Regions from separate parts of the Rattus norvegicus genome. Here regions 1 and 3 are each linked to region 2. The links are chromatin contacts, called in public Hi-C and HiChIP or PLAC-seq maps. All regions are on one chromosome and are shown on one strand. Each heading gives the region's core, a stretch centred on a gene start, on an enhancer-like site or on the middle of the called end of the contact. The rest is flanking DNA. Distances are from core to core; before and after follow the strand shown. Region 1 holds the start of Arhgef3 (Rho guanine nucleotide exchange factor 3). Region 2 holds the start of Appl1 (adaptor protein, phosphotyrosine interacting with PH domain and leucine zipper 1). Region 3 holds the start of Tasor (transcription activation suppressor).

Region 1 (2,700 bases), core at 120-2,619, 350 kb after region 2:
AGACTCGGTAGCTCCCTGTAACAGCACTTGCTGTACGAGGCCATTCACTGGAGGATGGAAAGATACTACAGGGAAGTTTACAAGAAATGTTATTTGGAGGAAATGATAACTTTAAGAAAATTAATTTCTTCTTTCCCCTGGGTGACATGCGAACATAGTTTTCTTTTAAGACGTTGAAAATTGTTACTGTAACTGTAAAGCCTCTTTGTTGACTATCACTACCTTTTCTATCTCAGATGTTTCTTCTCCTCTGCCACCAGGGACAGTGTAAGTTTGTCTCAGATTTTTCTAGACATTAAATGTTGTTGACCTACAAGTATGTCTTTATAGAAAATATCAAGAAAGAAACAAAGAAACAAAGAAGCAAAGAAAGAGAAGGAAGAAGGAAAGTATTCTTTTGTAGATGTGTTTTGATCACAGACTGTTCTACTGCTTTGATTCCGCACTGTTATATTTTGGATGCAGGAACTGAACTCAGAGCCCCACACTTGCTAACTATTCTTCAAAAGGCCAGCCTTTTACTTTTCGAACTGAGGCCAGCATCAAGGAGATCTTTCAGTGCCCCACCCATAGACCCATCTCCTTTCTGATCGCTATGGGGTGGTGTTCTATAATTAGAAAAGTTTACTTAAAGTACTCTTACCAAAGACCGTTGCCATTGTTTCTAGTTTTTTGTTTGTTTGTTTGTTTTTTACTGACTGGTCAGGGCTGCAGCAACGCCCTTTTAATTGCTTCTTGGGCATTTACAACGTCAGTGTTTCCCTTAGAAAAGATCCCCCAAAACGTGATCTTTGCTTTAGACTGGAAACAGACTGAATCAGTCCAGCGTGGGTGTAGGGGCGTGAGTGTAGGCACGTGGGAGGGGGAAGAGGATGGTTAGAGGGGACTCCATATGTGGTGGAAAGTATTTGTCTCTCGGCTGTGGAGGTTGGTTACGCGGTGCTTTTTGAACTGCACACTTAAAGTGGGCGCATTTAACTGTTTGGACTGCTTTTACCCTACTAACGCTCACTTTTAAAAAAGGACCGCCAGGGCTATGTAGAGAAACCCTGCACACACCCCGCCTACGCCTCAAAATGATTCTGGCTTGGGCCTTGCCCCCTCGCTCCCGGGCCTCCTTGCTACAAACTGTTCTTCCACGAATGGAGTTGCCTGGGGTCTGGTGGCTCAACGCGCGTGTTCCCTGAGGTCCCCAAAGTTGGCAGAACCGCCCCAGCCCCACGAGGCGTCTACACGTCCGCACCTGGCGTTCCTAGGAGGGCGGGGTGGTCCTCTCTAGTCCCGCCCATCCGCCCTCCCTCCGTGGGCGTGGCTTACAGCGGCCCGCCCTCCCGGTGGAGCCAGGCATCAGGTCCAGCCTGCTAGAAGCCGTTGTAGGTGTTCGCGTCGCCGCCGCCGGCATCGTGGAGCTCGGGCCCTCTTTTACCCGGGATTTTTGTTGTCGCCTGGGATCAGCGGTGACATCGCAAAGGGCAGGCCCGGCAGCTGCCATGGTGGCCAAGGATTACCCCTTCTACCTCACTGTCAAGAGGGCAAACTGCAGCTTGGAGGCGCCCCTGGGCAGCGGGGTGGCCAAGGACGAGGTAGGACGCGCCCTCCACACACCTGCACCTCGGGCTTCTCCGCCACCTCACCTTGTATACCGCACACTTTCTCTCCATCTCCCCGGAGTGCTGCGCTTCTCCGGATCGCCCCTTCAAATGCTCCCTCTCGCCTTCTCTTGGCTCCTCTATCCCTGCCCCTCTCTCCCTGCGCCCGGGAACCGCAGTTTCCTGACGCTGCCTCTCTCCTACTGGAGAGTCCGGCAGACAGAACTCCAGTCTCTGTCTAGAGCCCGCAAAGGCATCTACCTACCGCTGCCCTGTTAGGGAGGCCTGGGTGTCAGGAAGAGCCCCTCGTAAAGCAATGTGTCCCCGTCCTCGGTCGGGGTTAAGAGAGCCTAAGTTCTTTGAGACCGGTTCAGATATCTCACCAGACACACTTGGTTTTGTAGCTGTTTGAGAGCAAGGGCAGGACAGAGCACCTTTACTTGTCAAAAGTAACCAATAAAGGAGGTTGGAGGAAGAGTGTCGTTCATTTTGGGTCTAAGCTAAAAGAGTAATTGAGGCTGAAAATGAGCTATACGCTGGTGAATTCGCTGTCTTAAAGACTAGAAACAGTTCCCTTTCTGGGAACTTGGGCGCAGGGAGAGAGGCAGTGCCCTTGGGTAATTGAGGGAGTCCTCTCAGTTTGGTTTTCTTAAGCTTTCCCCTCCCGCCCCCGTGTGCTCTGTCTCTGGCAAGTTGCTGACTGCCCTTAAAAGAGTTAGTAGGTTAAGCTGGGGGAGAAGACTATTCTCGTACTTTTTCAGGGTTTTAGAGAAGACAGTTGCCTTATCAGATCCTAGCCTTGCTGTGGTGGCGTCTATAGCACCAGCTAATCATCCCCCCCCCCCGTGTGTGTGTGTGTGTGTGTGTGTGTGTGTGTGTGTGTGTGTGTGTGTTCTCCACTTTCCTCTGCCTCACTCTGAGAACCACCAAGACGGGGGGGGGGGGGCGGGTGGGCAGTGGTGGTGCTGGAGGCAGATGTGTGTCCCGCCCAGTCACTGCACGGTTGGTTCCACCTATGCGACACATGTAGGTCTGTCTGCTCAGTGTGTGCCCTTGACTCTGAATTCTGTATAGGTGTATTTGGAGATTCATTTCCTCCAACAGTGCCTCC
Region 2 (2,700 bases), core at 149-2,648:
TCTACATCAAAAGTCATAGATAGGGCACTGTGTAACCCATTCTCTTTATAGTCTTTATTGAGCTATAAAAAGTCAGCTGGGAAAAATTAGTTCAGACAGCGTACTGAGTCTTAATTCTTAAAAAGGAAAACGATAAAATTCTGACCAATACAACCACAAAATTGCAGCAGATCATCTGAAATAAATATATCTTAAGACTTTACACTGAGAAAATCACTAAGCACAATTTAAACTACGAGATAACCCAAAACGTGGCTTCTCTTTTTCACAGTCTGATAAGAATCCCTTCAAGCAACTGGCCTATAAAGATAGCCTTCAGAGAAAAGAATAAATCAATTCTACAATCTGAGCGCAATTTCAACTTGGAAATCAAAAGTGGCACAAAATCCACGGCAAAAGTGCCATCCAGGAAAACAAACGCTAGCCCTTTTCTTTTCCTTTTTCTTTTTGGTTGGAGGGGCGCATATTAAACTACAAATGCATATGAAGTATGTATTTCTCAGCAAGTAATATTTTAAAAAATCTACCAGCAACATTGTTTTATATCTCTCGCTATATATAAAGGTTGGCATAAGGATGAAGTTTACACAAGTTAGAGGCCCCAACACCCTTTAAAACACAATTGATCTCATTCAGTACAGAAAAAGAAATACAAATTGTCTTCAGCCAGAGCAAGCACACCAGCATCATCTCTAACACACAAAAACGGGGCTTTCATTTTGACGAATTTATTCGGGCCAAATCTGCTACCCAAAGCCTCAGCCTCCTCGAAGCAGCGTAGGCGCCTTCCGTCACCCGCGGTGCACAGCTCAAGTGACAGTCACCAGCCTGAGACTCGGGCACCGATACAAGACGGGAAGCAAGGAGCGCACTCCTGCGTCCACCCGGCGTTGCACACTCCTGCTCGCAGCCCCTTCCTAAGAAAACTAGCCACTGCGGTCCCCCGAATGCCGGGCCTCCTTTGAAAACGCCACGACCAGGACTTATCTCACATCCTATCATCGCGATAAAAACAGCACCTCCCGTGAAATGCAGAGGAGACTCGGCGCGGACTCAAGCGCCAGGCCCCACCAGAGACAGCGGCGGCCGCCGGGTCTCCGCCCCGCCCGTGGCCCAGCCGCGCGAGCACGCGCGGGCCTCTAGCCCGACCCGGGAATGTAGGGCGCGGCCCCGGCAGACAGCGACCCAGAACGGCGGCGTCCACCTGGGCCGCGGGCACCTGAGGCTCCAAGCCCGCGCTAGGCCGCGCGCTGTCCTCAGCCGCCGCCCGCGCCTCACCTGCGGACTGTCCTCCAGGGTCTCTTCAATGGGCAGCTTGTCGATCCCCGGCATCGTGGCGAAGGCTGGGCGGCGGCAGGACACTCGGCAGCCGCCCACAGCTCCGCGCACGGCCCCGCCTGTAGCAGCTGACCCGGTCCGCCCTCTCGCAGGCGCCGCCGCCCCAGCCCCGAGCTCAGCGGCCGCCGCGCGGGAAATCCCGCCCCCCTATGCCCAGCAGCCCCGCCTCCAGCGCACCATTGGATCGCTGCGACGCCGGTCACTGCTACGGGGCTGGCCGGGAATTCCTCCCCGACCGCGGGCTCTCCACTGACCAGTGGTCGCGCGGACCGTGCTGTGTGCGAGCGTCTACCTCCATCGTCGGGCGCGCGTATTTGAGCACGTAGTCTGAATCACGCCGGCGCACCGCTAACCTGAGCCTGGACTGACTACGGCTCGAGGGGACCTGCACCGTATTTCATCAGCAGCCATAGAAAAACCCCAACGCCTGGCGCCATAACCTTCCCAAACCTGCTCGAAGTTTTCAGTCTTAACTCCTGTCAAGTGGTGCTTACATACAAATCTGTGAAATCAGCAATTGTGTCATTAACAGGCTTTACCTTAATTTGTAGTAGTAGTAAACCGTTTTGTTTTTTTTTCCTGGACACCCGGCTATCAGCATCAGTTTAAAACCCTTGATTTTGTTGACAGTTCATTAGTTCTTACCTGGCCTTGAAGTTTGACAGTGCTGAAAATACGATCACCCTATTTCTTGTAGATCACAAAGGAAAACTTTTTTCTAAATGAAAATTTAAAAGATACAGTTACTGGAGGACTTACCTCCATTGTTAAACGCTTCTCTCACAAACCGACTGGCATTTCTGTTTCACCAAAAAGTTATGGAAGAGACTCAAATAGCTTCTATGGTTTCCTTGACTGTAGAGTGAAATTCACACACAGTTGGAGATTTGGCCTGTTTTGTTTTGTTGTGTTTTATGGATTCAGCCTTGATGGACCCTTTTCTCCTGCTTCACACTTTTTTTTTTTTTATTTTTCTGTAGTGTTTATCGATACACAGGGGGAAAATGACAAAAATCACTAACATTCCCCCCTCCAAAAAAAATCTCCCCATTAATTCACCAGTCCGTTCCACTATCATTCAAAAAGTATGATATGCTGAGAGAGGGGTATTAGCCTCCTGGCTCTCCAGCTGCTCTGAACCAAATCCAGACCCTGGAGCAAATCCAAATATGGTAATAAAGATGAGGCTGCATGTTTGAGATTAAAGTTACCCGATTTTCCCCCATGATCTCTTGAAAGATTAAAAACTATGTTTCAGGAGTGTTATGATAGACTTCAATTATATAGTTCCACAGAACTATCTTCAGTGATATGATCCTTTTATGAGAACTTGCCCCTTAAATTCTCTATCAAACAGGCACC
Region 3 (2,700 bases), core at 188-2,687, 440 kb after region 2:
TCTTGCTTCTACCTCCCTGGGGGTGTGCCACCACGCTCTCGGTTCATGTGGTGCTGGGGAACTTTGTGTACGCTTGACAGTGAGCTCAACTAAATCCTGAGCATCTACCTTAACTGTTTACTAATGACTCATTATACACTTTTCCTTGATTTGATTCACAGAAGTGCAGGTTTTACACTTCAACCTGGGACCCACCTCCCGATCTCAATCAAGGGATGCTCAGCCTAGATCCTCGCTGGTCTTGGAAAGCTCTTTTAGTACCAGTCACTTGACAGAGGCTGTGGCTCTATGGCTTGCAGCTTATTTTCTTGGCCTAACAATTCCTTCTTCAAAGGGGACAAAGATCTGGGGCATCCGGCTGCTGCTACTGCTGCTTAGAGATCTCGAGTAAAATGTATCCCGTGTTTCTTCATCAATGCTTTAGGGCAGAGCTGCTTGGAAATTAGGCCCTAGGCAGTGTAAATACTTTGGTTGGAATTAGACCTGGCTTTTGTCATCTCAATTTGTCCAAGTTTCAACATTAAATTGTGCAAAGGCATCTCTTTGGTGTCTGTTTTGAGAATGTGTCTCTATTGATGGTAACTCAGGACCCCTTACCTAGGAAGAAACTATTGAAATGCCCTTCTTTCATTTCACTATCGAGTTGCTTTCTTCTAGGTGGTGGCATGCGTGTGCAAGTACGCATGCCTCCCCTCATCATTAGGTTGTAAATTATGTGGAAGAATCCCAATTATTCAATGTTTGCTTAGGTAGTGCTACGGACTGGAGCACGGCCAGTGCACGTGATCTACTGGGAAGGCAGAAAGTCTGGAGGGAATGGAATGTTATCACGGTGCTTATCGCTGGAGGCCATTTTCTTATCTCTTCTTACTTCAGATCTTACGTGTTTATAGGCTTTATAGGTTTATAGGTGTTTCGCATGCATTTATGATAGAGTACTACATGTATGCCTAGTGCCCACCGAGGCCAGAAAAGGATGTGGATCTTCTGAAGTGACTAACATCTGGTTTTGTTGTCGTATGTATGCTGGGAATTGAACCCTGGTCGTTTGGAAGAGCAGCTCAGTGCAGACTGATGAGTACGTCACAAAACCAGAATCTGCCAATTATCTGCCGAGTTTGGTCCACAGAACTTGGGAGGCGAGAAGGCACTCGCTTGCAAAAGCACTGTCTGGAAGACCTCTCTGGGCTTGCCTCCATCAAACGCAGTAGGGACAGGGCAGGGCCTAGGAATCTGCAGAATGCAGCCAGGCCCGGGCCTTCAGTCTGAAGCGATAGCGTCGACGCTTTCCCCGGGCGTGGCAGTCTCCTCTTTTGGCGGGCTCCGCATCGCGAGGCTCCGCCCCCTGGAACGGTCTATCTGCATTCGCGGAGGTGGGCGCTGCGTTCCTATTGGTAGAGCGGGCAAGCCGAGGCTCCGCCCCCTCCCGGGCCCGACGCGAGCACGTTGGGTAGCCGGGGCCGGTTGAAAAGCCGCCCGAGTCCGGGGCGGCTCCCGGGGCGAGAGGCACGCTTAGAGCCGCGGTGGCGGTTAAAAGGCGTCTCTGTGGCTGGAGTGCGGCCCCCGGGGGCGGAGGGGCCGGGTGGGCCGAGAGGAGCTCGGTGGCCTGGCCCGCCGCCCTTCCCCCCCACGCCCGTCGACCTTGTGGGCGGAAGCTCCCTGGAGCGCCTCACGCCCGCGCGATGGCGACTGCTGCGGAGACGGAGGCCTCTTCGACGGACACGAGCTGGGAAAACGGTGGCGGCGGCGGCGGCGGCGGAGACGACGGGATGAAGCCAGCCCTTCCGGAGCTTGAGTCCTCCCTACAAAATGGCGGCGTCTTCTCCACCGCGGAGCTCGGCGGCCGCGGCGGCGGCGCGGGGCCTGAGGAGACGGCGGCAGCCGAAGCCGCTCGGAGCCACGGCCACGAGCCGCTTCAGAACAAGTCCGAGGCGGCCGCGGCCTCTCTGCCCAAAGGCGCCGAAGAGCCGGAAAGGCCTTTTAGGCGGAGTTTTCAGATCCCCAGGAAGAGCAGAGAAAAGAAAGGTGGTGCCTCCCCTTCCTCCCAACCCCTCTCTCTCTTCCCTCCCCCTCCATCTTTCATTAGGACCTCTCTGTCTCCTCTTCCCACCCCCATCCGAGACACGTAAACACGCACGCAAGCGCCAGCCGCCTCTTCCCCTCACTGCCACGGCCGCCCAGCCGCCCTTGGTGCGAGAGGATAGGGTGGAACCACGCTCCGCCGCTCCCCCTCTCCCCGTGGAAGCTGGAAGTAGCTAAGGTTTGAAGCGTTTCCATAAGGCTGCAGCTCCCCGAGAGGAAAGATGGTGCTCCGTGCCCCTCTTTCCCCAAGCCCTGAAGGCAGAGAAGCTGACCGTGGTCTCCTAAAGATGCTTCTGAGAAGTCTGCTTGTGGAAATAGCCTGTAGCCATGGATTCTGAGGCTTTCTCCAAGGCCATTGCGTTCTAAGGACAAGTGTTTCTCACTGAGGAAATTCTTCAGCTCTGTGTGTCTACTTGAAATGTGCTCGATGTCAGCGTCTTCTCTTATTTAGAAAAATCTCCATGCACAGTTTTCCATCACACTTCATTTCCATGTAGTTGTTTGGAAAAGCATTAGCGTACGTAGGTTTCTTCTGTATCACTCCAAGCCTAGTCTTACTCTTATTAGTTTCTTAAATCGATTATAGGAACAGTTGGGTTAGTTGCTTACTTTTTGAGA

What was found. A called contact is a pair of places that touch in the nucleus more often than the background predicts. HiChIP or PLAC-seq counts read pairs in DNA pulled down with a chosen protein or histone mark.
Region 1: a Hi-C map of frontal cortex shows a contact between it and region 2, with 2.2 times the contacts expected there. The contact joins the promoter of Arhgef3 here to the promoter of Appl1 in region 2. A contact is called at or near these places in 2 of 12 Hi-C or Micro-C datasets (the A7r5 cell line and frontal cortex).
Region 3: a contact with region 2 is called in an H3K27ac HiChIP or PLAC-seq map of oligodendrocytes, with 7 times the contacts expected there. The contact joins the promoter of Tasor here to the promoter of Appl1 in region 2. A contact is called at or near these places in 1 of 12 Hi-C or Micro-C datasets (frontal cortex) and 1 of 1 datasets of contacts at active chromatin or transcription factors (oligodendrocytes).

What each region holds. Positions count from the first base shown.
Region 1 is chr16:2,517,842-2,520,541 of GRCr8, forward strand. Arhgef3 (Rho guanine nucleotide exchange factor 3) reads left to right here and starts at 1,370. Exons shown (of 10, transcript NM_001106061.1): 1 at 1,370-1,583. The coding sequence starts at 1,491.
Region 2 is chr16:2,171,998-2,174,697 of GRCr8, forward strand. It overlaps Appl1 (adaptor protein, phosphotyrosine interacting with PH domain and leucine zipper 1), which reads right to left and starts at 1,399. Exons shown (of 22, transcript NM_001399084.1): 1 at 1,279-1,399. The coding sequence starts at 1,332.
Region 3 is chr16:2,612,071-2,614,770 of GRCr8, forward strand. It overlaps Tasor (transcription activation suppressor), which reads left to right and starts at 1,438. Exons shown (of 24, transcript NM_001427354.1): 1 at 1,438-2,025. The coding sequence starts at 1,683.